2 separate regions of the Sus scrofa genome follow, and region 1 is linked to region 2. Evidence: chromatin contacts called from public HiChIP or PLAC-seq data. All regions are on one chromosome and are shown on one strand. The core of a region is the stretch at or near the end of the contact, and the rest is flanking DNA. Distances in the headings are between cores, read along the strand shown. Region 1 overlaps LOC110260651 (a long non-coding RNA gene). Region 2 has its middle 72 kb from the start of RBFOX2.

What was found. HiChIP or PLAC-seq counts read pairs in DNA pulled down with a chosen protein or histone mark.
Region 1: a contact with region 2 is called in an H3K27ac HiChIP or PLAC-seq map of skeletal muscle. The contact joins two enhancer-like sites. A contact is called at or near these places in 10 of 47 Hi-C or Micro-C datasets (embryonic fibroblasts, fetal skeletal muscle, heart right ventricle and 4 more) and 1 of 2 datasets of contacts at active chromatin or transcription factors (skeletal muscle).

What each region holds. Positions count from the first base shown.
Region 1 is chr5:11,958,029-11,961,955 of Sscrofa11.1, forward strand. It overlaps LOC110260651 (a long non-coding RNA gene), which reads left to right. Exons shown (of 2, transcript XR_002343916.1): 2 at 1,527-3,060. Among named protein-coding and RNA genes, the nearest start is that of SYN3, 58 kb to the right of the region's middle. Within about 2 kb of position 2,578, at least 5 of the 83 cell types and tissues checked have an H3K27ac peak or open chromatin away from gene starts, as enhancers often do. A contact at or near this core is called in fetal skeletal muscle and skeletal muscle, where this site is marked.
Region 2 is chr5:11,734,911-11,738,732 of Sscrofa11.1, forward strand. It overlaps a transcript of RBFOX2 not described here. Among named protein-coding and RNA genes, the nearest start is that of RBFOX2, 72 kb to the right of the region's middle. Within about 2 kb of position 1,766, at least 55 of the 83 cell types and tissues checked have an H3K27ac peak or open chromatin away from gene starts, as enhancers often do. A contact at or near this core is called in fetal skeletal muscle and skeletal muscle, where this site is marked.

The sequences.
Region 1 (3,927 bases), core at 1,328-3,827, 220 kb after region 2:
TGATGATCCATCGACTGGCCCTGTGAGACCCTCGGAGTCACTCCGAGGTCCTCAAGAGGGCATCAGCTAGAGGGTGTTTGAAAACGGCATGGCCAGGGCTGAAGATTTAGATCAGAACCTAGTGATGATTTTTTCAGTGGTGTCACCGAAGGGCCACCAGGGCTGTGACCAGTCAGGGCAAGGGGGGCAGGGGGCTGCAGCTCCTGGCTGCCTCCTCCCTTCCTTCTTCTTCTTCTTTTTTTTTTTTTTTTTTTTTTGCCACCCCAAGGCATATGGAGGTTCCAGGTTAGGGGTCAAATCAGAGCTACAGCTGCTGGCCTACATCACAGCCACAGCAATTGGAGATCTGAGCCCTGTCTGCCACCCACACCACAGCTCATGGCAACACCAGATCCTCATTCCATGGAGCAAGGCCAGGGATCGAACCTGCATCCTCAGGGATCCTAGTCGGGTTTGTTGACTGCTGAGCCACGAAGGGAACTCCCCTTCCTCTCTTCCTTCTGCCCTCCCCTTCTCCGCTGCTGGGCTCACCCTCTAGCAAGTAAGAACTGAATCCTCAGCAGATGTTCTCCCAGTTGCCTTGCCCTTTGACCCTAGGCTTGGACAGAGGAGGCCCTCAGTACCAGGCTGGCGAACGAACAAATGAGTGAATGCTAGCCCCCGAGAAAAGCCCCCTGACATTTAGCTACTTATTTTGCTAATGTGTCGTCCACTGTGAAGGCTGGATGGCTTCTGGAGGTTGACCAGCTGGGCCTCCTGGGTTAACATGGAGCCTCACGTGTAATTTTAGAAGTATGTTGTCCAGAAGGGGTGCCTGACTGCAGCCTGTGTGCCTCTGGGCTCTTTGGGTTGTCAGGAATCAGCTGATGCAATAAATAAACGGGGCTCACTCAAGGATACACAAGGGGTCACACAGGAAGTGGCAGCCGGTGGTAATCCTCCAATTGCAATTGGAGCTGACTTCACAGAGACTGGAATGGAGACCCAAGGTTGCGCTGGGTCTTACCCGGTTGGGGGTTCTTACCCAGTGCTGGCCATGAAACCTTCTTTGACCCTGCATTCCCCACCACCCAGCCAACTGCTGCTGGTCACCCCTGTTTCACATTTCAAAGCAGGGATCTGATTAGTGGAGTTAATAGACATTGGCTATTGACGGAGCCCTGCCATTGGCTGCCTTGGGTTAAGTCCTAGCCCGTGTCCAATCAGCTGCAGGTTTACGGGGAGGACAGGACTCAGGGCTGGGGCAGGGCAGTTATCTTTAGCAAGAGCTGTACACTGTGGGGCGGCATAACTGACATGTCTGAAACAGACCCAGGAGGGCCAGGACACCTGCTCATCCTTTCTGAGTCTCATGGTCCACAGCGGCAGGGTGGGATGATGCGCGTGACTTTTCAGGGACCTTGTGGAGACGAGATGTAATTCTGCCCAAGGAGGCACTTCGTAAACTCTTAACGTTCTGTGCAGACCTTGATCAGAGCACTAAATAAACTGTACCCTAAATTCATTTCTCTTACTTATCTCTCCAGGAAACTGAGTTTCTTGAACACCAGGAAGTGTTTTATTTGGTTTTGTGTCCTCAGCAAGTATCACAGTTTCTCACACACACAGTAGGTACTCAGTAACTGTGTGTTGGACAGATGGACAGATGGTGGATGGGTGGGTAGATGGATGAGCGATGGATGATGGGTGGGTGGGTAGATGATGAGTCGGTGGATAAATGATGGACAGATTGATGGATGATAGGTGAGTGGATAGACAGATGAAGCATGGATGGAAGGATGGATGGATAGATGGATGGAAAATAAAGGCCAATCATCCTTCACTTGCCTTCCTTGCAAGGCCATCCCTCTTTTTTTTTTCAATGAACATTTATTCAGTTCAAAATTGGTACACACACTGTGTAAGGCCCAAAGGTTACACAGATGAATAAAACAAAGCTCCTGCCCACATGAAAAGTAAGATGTTCAGGAGCACACATTCAGGGCCTGACTTCCTGGGTTCAAATCCCAAATCTTCCATCAACTAGCTGTGCAACCATGGCAGCTTTCCCTAACTTGCCCTCCATGCGATGGGGGTGACGGCCATTTTTAATCAACCCCATAAGGCTATTGGGGTCTAAAGGAGTCACCAAATGTACAGCGCTTGGAATAGGGCCTGGCACCCGGCAAAGTCTCTGTGCATATTGGCTGCCATGATACTAAGCCAGGAGCTGGTATGGAAACAAAGACATCTAATGTGATGCGGTGAGCAACAGGAACGCACGCAAGCAGATGGAAAGAGCAAGCAATTAATTGTGCCTTGAAGGTTATGACAAGCAAAACTTTTCAGAGGGAAATGTTTGAGCCAGGCCACTAAACCAGGAGTTTTCTGGGTAGGGTGGGAAAATCCAGGCTCCAAGAGGTTATGATTCTGACTGGGTTCACCCAGCTCTAAGCAGAAAACCATCTAGGCCCCTTCCCACTGGAATGACAGGTGAGGGCAGAAGGTGGGCGAAGAGACTCCTACAGGGCCAGCCGGGGTGCCTGCTGTCCAGGCTTAGAAACATGACAGGTCCTCTTGAGAAGGATGACAGCAGGGGGAGTTGGGTTTCAGGCCGTTGGCATTGGCCTCGGTGGTGCCCTTTCTGTTGGCCTCGGAGAGTCCAGACAGTGGCCCAAGCTCCTCCTCACTCTTTCCACCCACACAAACCCACCCCCGTGGCCTGAGTTGTCCTACCTCTCCACAATGGCACCTGCCCCAAAATAGCTTCCATGTGAGGGCTAGAGAAAGGAAAAGATTAGACCCCTGCATGAAAGAGGAGGGGACAGGGGGAGGGGAGAGAGGGAGCGAGCAGCTGTCAACTGATCTCTGTCGGGCATCTGGGAAGGTATAAAACCCCTTTGGTCTGGGCAGCCTCAAACCCCAGCTGTCAGAGCCAGGACGCCCAGTACGCCCGCACTTGCTCTGTTTCTCTTCTGCAGACTGTGCCATGGGGGCTCAGCGACGGGAATGGCAGCTGGTGCTGAACGTCTGGGGGAAGGTGGAGGCTGATGTCGCAGGCCATGGGCAGGAGGTCCTCATCAGGTAAAAGGAAGAGATCCCATTTCCCTTCCCACCGGCTTCCCAAAGTTCAAGGGCATTGACCTGTAAGGTGGAACAATGTTAACAGTGTTCCCTGGGGTTGACCAGTTGGCCGTATTCATCGATTATTTTCTTCATGGTTGTTAAAACCCCTACTTGGTTTTCCTTTGCTTCTACGGGCCAAGATTAGAGTCAGGAAAGGAGAAGGTGTCCATCTCACACCGATGATGGTAGCTGGAAGGAGCTTGACAATCAAACCCTGGATGCCTAGAGCCCATCAAGAGGAATCCTAGAATTACAGACAGAATTAACAAGACCTAAGAGATCTTGTTCAGCCACCTCGCCCAATAGATGAGGACAAAAAGGACCTGAGAGCAGAAGGACAACCCCAGAGTCATTATAGTTTGTAAAATCTCAAGGCTAAACCATTGCCTTCAAGATGAAATATGTAGTTCCAGACCTGGCTGTGCTACCAAAGAGCTGTGTGACCTATGGGAAGGTACACAACCTCTCTGAGCTTCAATTTCTTCTCTTATACAATGGGTGGGGGGGACATCCTTATAGAATGGAAATAAGAATTAGATAAGATGATGTATGTTGGAGTTCCCATCATGGCGCAGTGGCTAACGAATCTGACTAGGAACCATGAGGTTGCAGGTTCGATCCCTGCCCTTGCTCAGTGGTTAAGGATCCGGCATGGCCGTGAGCTGTGGTGTAGGTCGCAGACGCGGCTGGGATCCTGTGTTGCTGTGGCTGTGGTGTAGGCCGGCAGCTACAGCTCCGATTGGACCCCTAGCCTGGGAACCTCCATATGCCGTGGGAGCGGCCCTAGAAAAGGCAAAAAGACCAAAAAAAGAGGGGGGGTAT
Region 2 (3,822 bases), core at 516-3,015:
TTTGGCATATTCTCGTGTTGTGACGGGCTGGGCAAGGGGCAGAACCGCTCATACTGTTGACAGCTGGCAGCGTGATTTCTCTTCAGAAGTTGTTTCATAGGCCTCAGTGATAATTTATCGTGACAGCCACTGTTTATTGAATGCTTACCGCACATGAGTGCTGTGCTGAGTACACGTGTACACACCCCCTCAGTTCCTCACCATTCCTCCAGCTCTCCCTCTCAGGCAGACGGAAGAAGCCGAGTCTGAAGCATCTGAGCTTTGGGGAGGTCTGGGTCACAGAGCTGGAAAGCGGTGGAACAGGTATTTAAACTGAGGCCTGTCTGACACTGAAGCCTGTGTTTTTAATAACCACGCGGAACCTCCTTGAGTAGTTAATTTGCTGAACATTCCTGCGAAAGGGAGCTGAGTCACTTGTGCTCCCTGGGATTTATAAATGAGACGTCTGTGTTAGTGAAGGGCGTGCGTAGCACAGTGTGATTAGATTTGGCTTTGGGATGGCAGAGCAGGAACAAAGGGGAGACTTAAGCAGCCTCTGCCACTTCCTGGAGCTGGTTTGCTTTGGCCCAGCGTTGAGGAGTCTTTGCTCTGAGTCCACGGTGGTTTCAGGTCACTCCTGGCCGAGGCGGTTCCTGAGAGGTCGGGAGGCAGTGCTTCCAGATTGTTTAGAGTGGGCCTTGCCCTGACTCCCGGGCCGCACTAAGGTGGGCTCAACCTGTTCCCTGCACTGGCTTGGTTTCTTGAAGTCCTCCTGGTTTAGTCATTCAGCAAGAGGCTTTCTCTTCAGTTTTACTTTGGTTCTGTGACATCTCCTCCTCCCTTCAGGGTTGTGGACTTGAGGATTTAGTTGGAGTCGTACCTAAGAACAGAGGGAATGCCGTTGCAGCGGCTCTTGGCGATCCGTCCTGTGAAGTCCTCGTGTGTACTGGAGATGGGGGGCCACCTCTCTCATACTCTGCTCGGAGCTTAAGCATTTTGTGTATATCCTTGAAATGGGGGAGAGAAACTTCTCAGGAATGAAGAGTGGTCGACGGTAATAAGATTTTGAGGAGCCAGGCCTTTCTCCATTCTCCCTTGGGGGAGGAATGCAGCCAGGATTGAAGGGCATTGCCTCAACCAATTCGGTTAAGTGCCCTGTCCTGGCTTAATAACTCGGGCAGACTTCCCGGTGGATTTGGCAAGGTATTGGATTTCTCTCTCCCCAGACCCTCCCTTCTCTCTGCTCTGCACATGTGTGCTAACGCAATTCCAGAGAGGTTGCTTCTTGCAATAAGATAGCCTCTTTGCAAAGGAGGGGGCTCCTCTTAAAGAAGAAGGAGAGAAATTCAGAGGGAAGGTGATTGTCAGAGTTTGAGCAGCGACTGGCAGGCCGGGTTCCTCTGTAAGGGCAGGTGGGCAGGAGGGAGGGTGGCGGGTGATTCCCAGCACGGAGAGCATGAGCATTTGCCGCTAATGCTGTGCTAGAGAAATTTCAAGCTGGCTTTTTGCACTCGTTCATCCAGATTGTGTCACTGAGAATCTGGTCATTAAAGAACAAGAGCTGTTGTTGTTGATGAAGGTCAGAGGTTCCAGTCGTCTGATCTGGTGGTCAAGTGTTCAGAAATACTTTACAGTTTTAGTTGAAAACCTGAGCAGATGTTCTCGCTGTTGTTTACCCGTGGGGATCCTGGGGATCTGGCGACGAGGACATTCTTCTCCCCTCGCCTCTTCCCCACCCCTTTGGGAACCGACCAATCATGTCGAGGAATGGATTTCAGTGCCTCTCTGGCCTCTTCCCATAAGGAGTGTGCCCAGCGCAGCTCCTGGGTGTGTTTAACTCCTGGGTGCCTGAAACACAGTGAGCGGTGACATTGTAGTTAGCTCGTGCTGTTGTTTGCGTTGACTCCCTGAACCCATTTAATGTTAAGTAAGCTTGCCCTGTCCCCGAGGGAAGGTTCCAATGAGGCAAGGTACACGCATGGAGCCTGAAGAGGCTGATTTTTTAAGCCTAATTCTGCCAGTAACCAGCAGCATGACCTTGGGAGCGTTACTTTCCCTACTTGGCCTTGATGCCCTTTCTGCCAAGTTAGAGGGAAAGGGGAGGGAGAGAACGAACATTTATGATGTAGCTAGATAGGCCAGCCACCAGCCGCATTCCTAGTCTTATGTATGGCTGTCCTGGGGCCTGGGAGAAGCATTTAACCTGTATCGAGTGCCTGTTCTGAAGCAGTTTGCCTTTTACATTCACTCAGTTTTATAGATGAGAGGCGTGAAGGCTCGAGAGGCTGTCCAGCTTGCCCAAGGTCAAGTAGCCAGGAAGGCCCATCTGGTTCTAATGCCCAGACTGTCTTCCATTCCACTGGGTTGGCTATTAAGGCCCTAAAAGTCCTCCAGCATTTTCCTTCTAATATTCTGAAAGCTTTAACTCCTTCATAGCTTTTAGCTCGGCCCTGTAGAAGGACCAGACCTACTGTCTCCCCTTTCACAGCCCTGATAGGAGAGCAGGTGAATGACTTGGAGATTCCTGCCATCACCTGAAAGCAGCCAAAGAAGATGGTGCAGCCATTGGTTTTCTTTCTGCATCATAGAAAAGTTCTCACCCCTTGTAGCCAGCATCTCTCGCATCCTCAGCATCCCCCTTCTCTACTGCAGGTGGAGGTGTTTTTGTTTCTCTTTGCCTTGTGTTTGTTATTGTCAGGTAAGTATCGCTGGTTTAAGGGAGGAGTGGAATTTTGAAGAAACTGGGGAAAAAAAAACAAACCTTTACTCTGAGCTCTTCTGTGACAGAGAGTTGCGGTGTTGGGCTCACCCCCACACAGAGTGGCTGTGATTCTTTATCCTCTGTTAGACGCGCCCCCTTTCCGGGAGCTCGACTTTTCCCTACAGTCTCTTATCAGTTTTCTTAGCCATCTGATTTAGCGACATCTTGCCCTGTGGAAAACTTTGTGTTTCTCTTCCTGCAAATTTTACTTTTTTTTTTTTTTAATTTTTTTTAAATTTTTTTGTCTTTTTGCCTTTTCTATGGCCGCTCCCGTGGCACATGGAGGTTCCCAGGCCAGAGGTCTAATCAGAGCTGTAGCCGCTGGCCTACGCCAGAGCCACAGCAATGTAGGATCTGAGCCACGTCTGCGACTTACACCACAGCTCACGGCAATGCCAGATCCTTAACCTACAGAGCAAGGCCAGGGATCGAACCTACAACCTCATGGTTTCTAGTTGGATTCGTTAACCACTGCGCCACGACGGAAACTCCAAATTTTACTTTTAAATTCACGGAGAAAATAGCTTCCTTTAGGCATGCTCTATTGACAATCTGTTACCAGTTTAAAATAAATTACAGTAGTAGCCCTAAAATGTCAGGTTTGTTAAGGAGTCATTTTCTGTCTTTTTGTGGTGGGCTGAGAAAAACAATGATAAGCAAATCTGTAAACAACTATGAATTCTTAAGCCAGGCAGTGACCTAGGTGCTTTATGTATGTTATTTCTGATGTTCATAATACCCCACACTTATAGATGAGGAAATAGGTTTAAGAGAAGCTACTTGCTCAAGGTCATAGCTAGTGAGTGGTAATTTGGCACTTTAGTTCCAGATCTTTTTCACTTCCAATCTTTCTTTCTTCAGTACGATGCTGCCGCTGGAAAATGATCTTGGGAGTTTATTTAATCATCCCTGCCCAGACCTCAGCTCTGATCACCCCAGAAAGTCCATATGCCTTCTTTTAAAAAGGGAAATTACCATTTTATATGATAAACTTCACAGTTGCAAAAAAAAAAAGTATATTTCCTAGTCTTTGTCAACGTCTCTAATCAGGTAACTTTTCACTAATGTTTATAGTTGCAGTT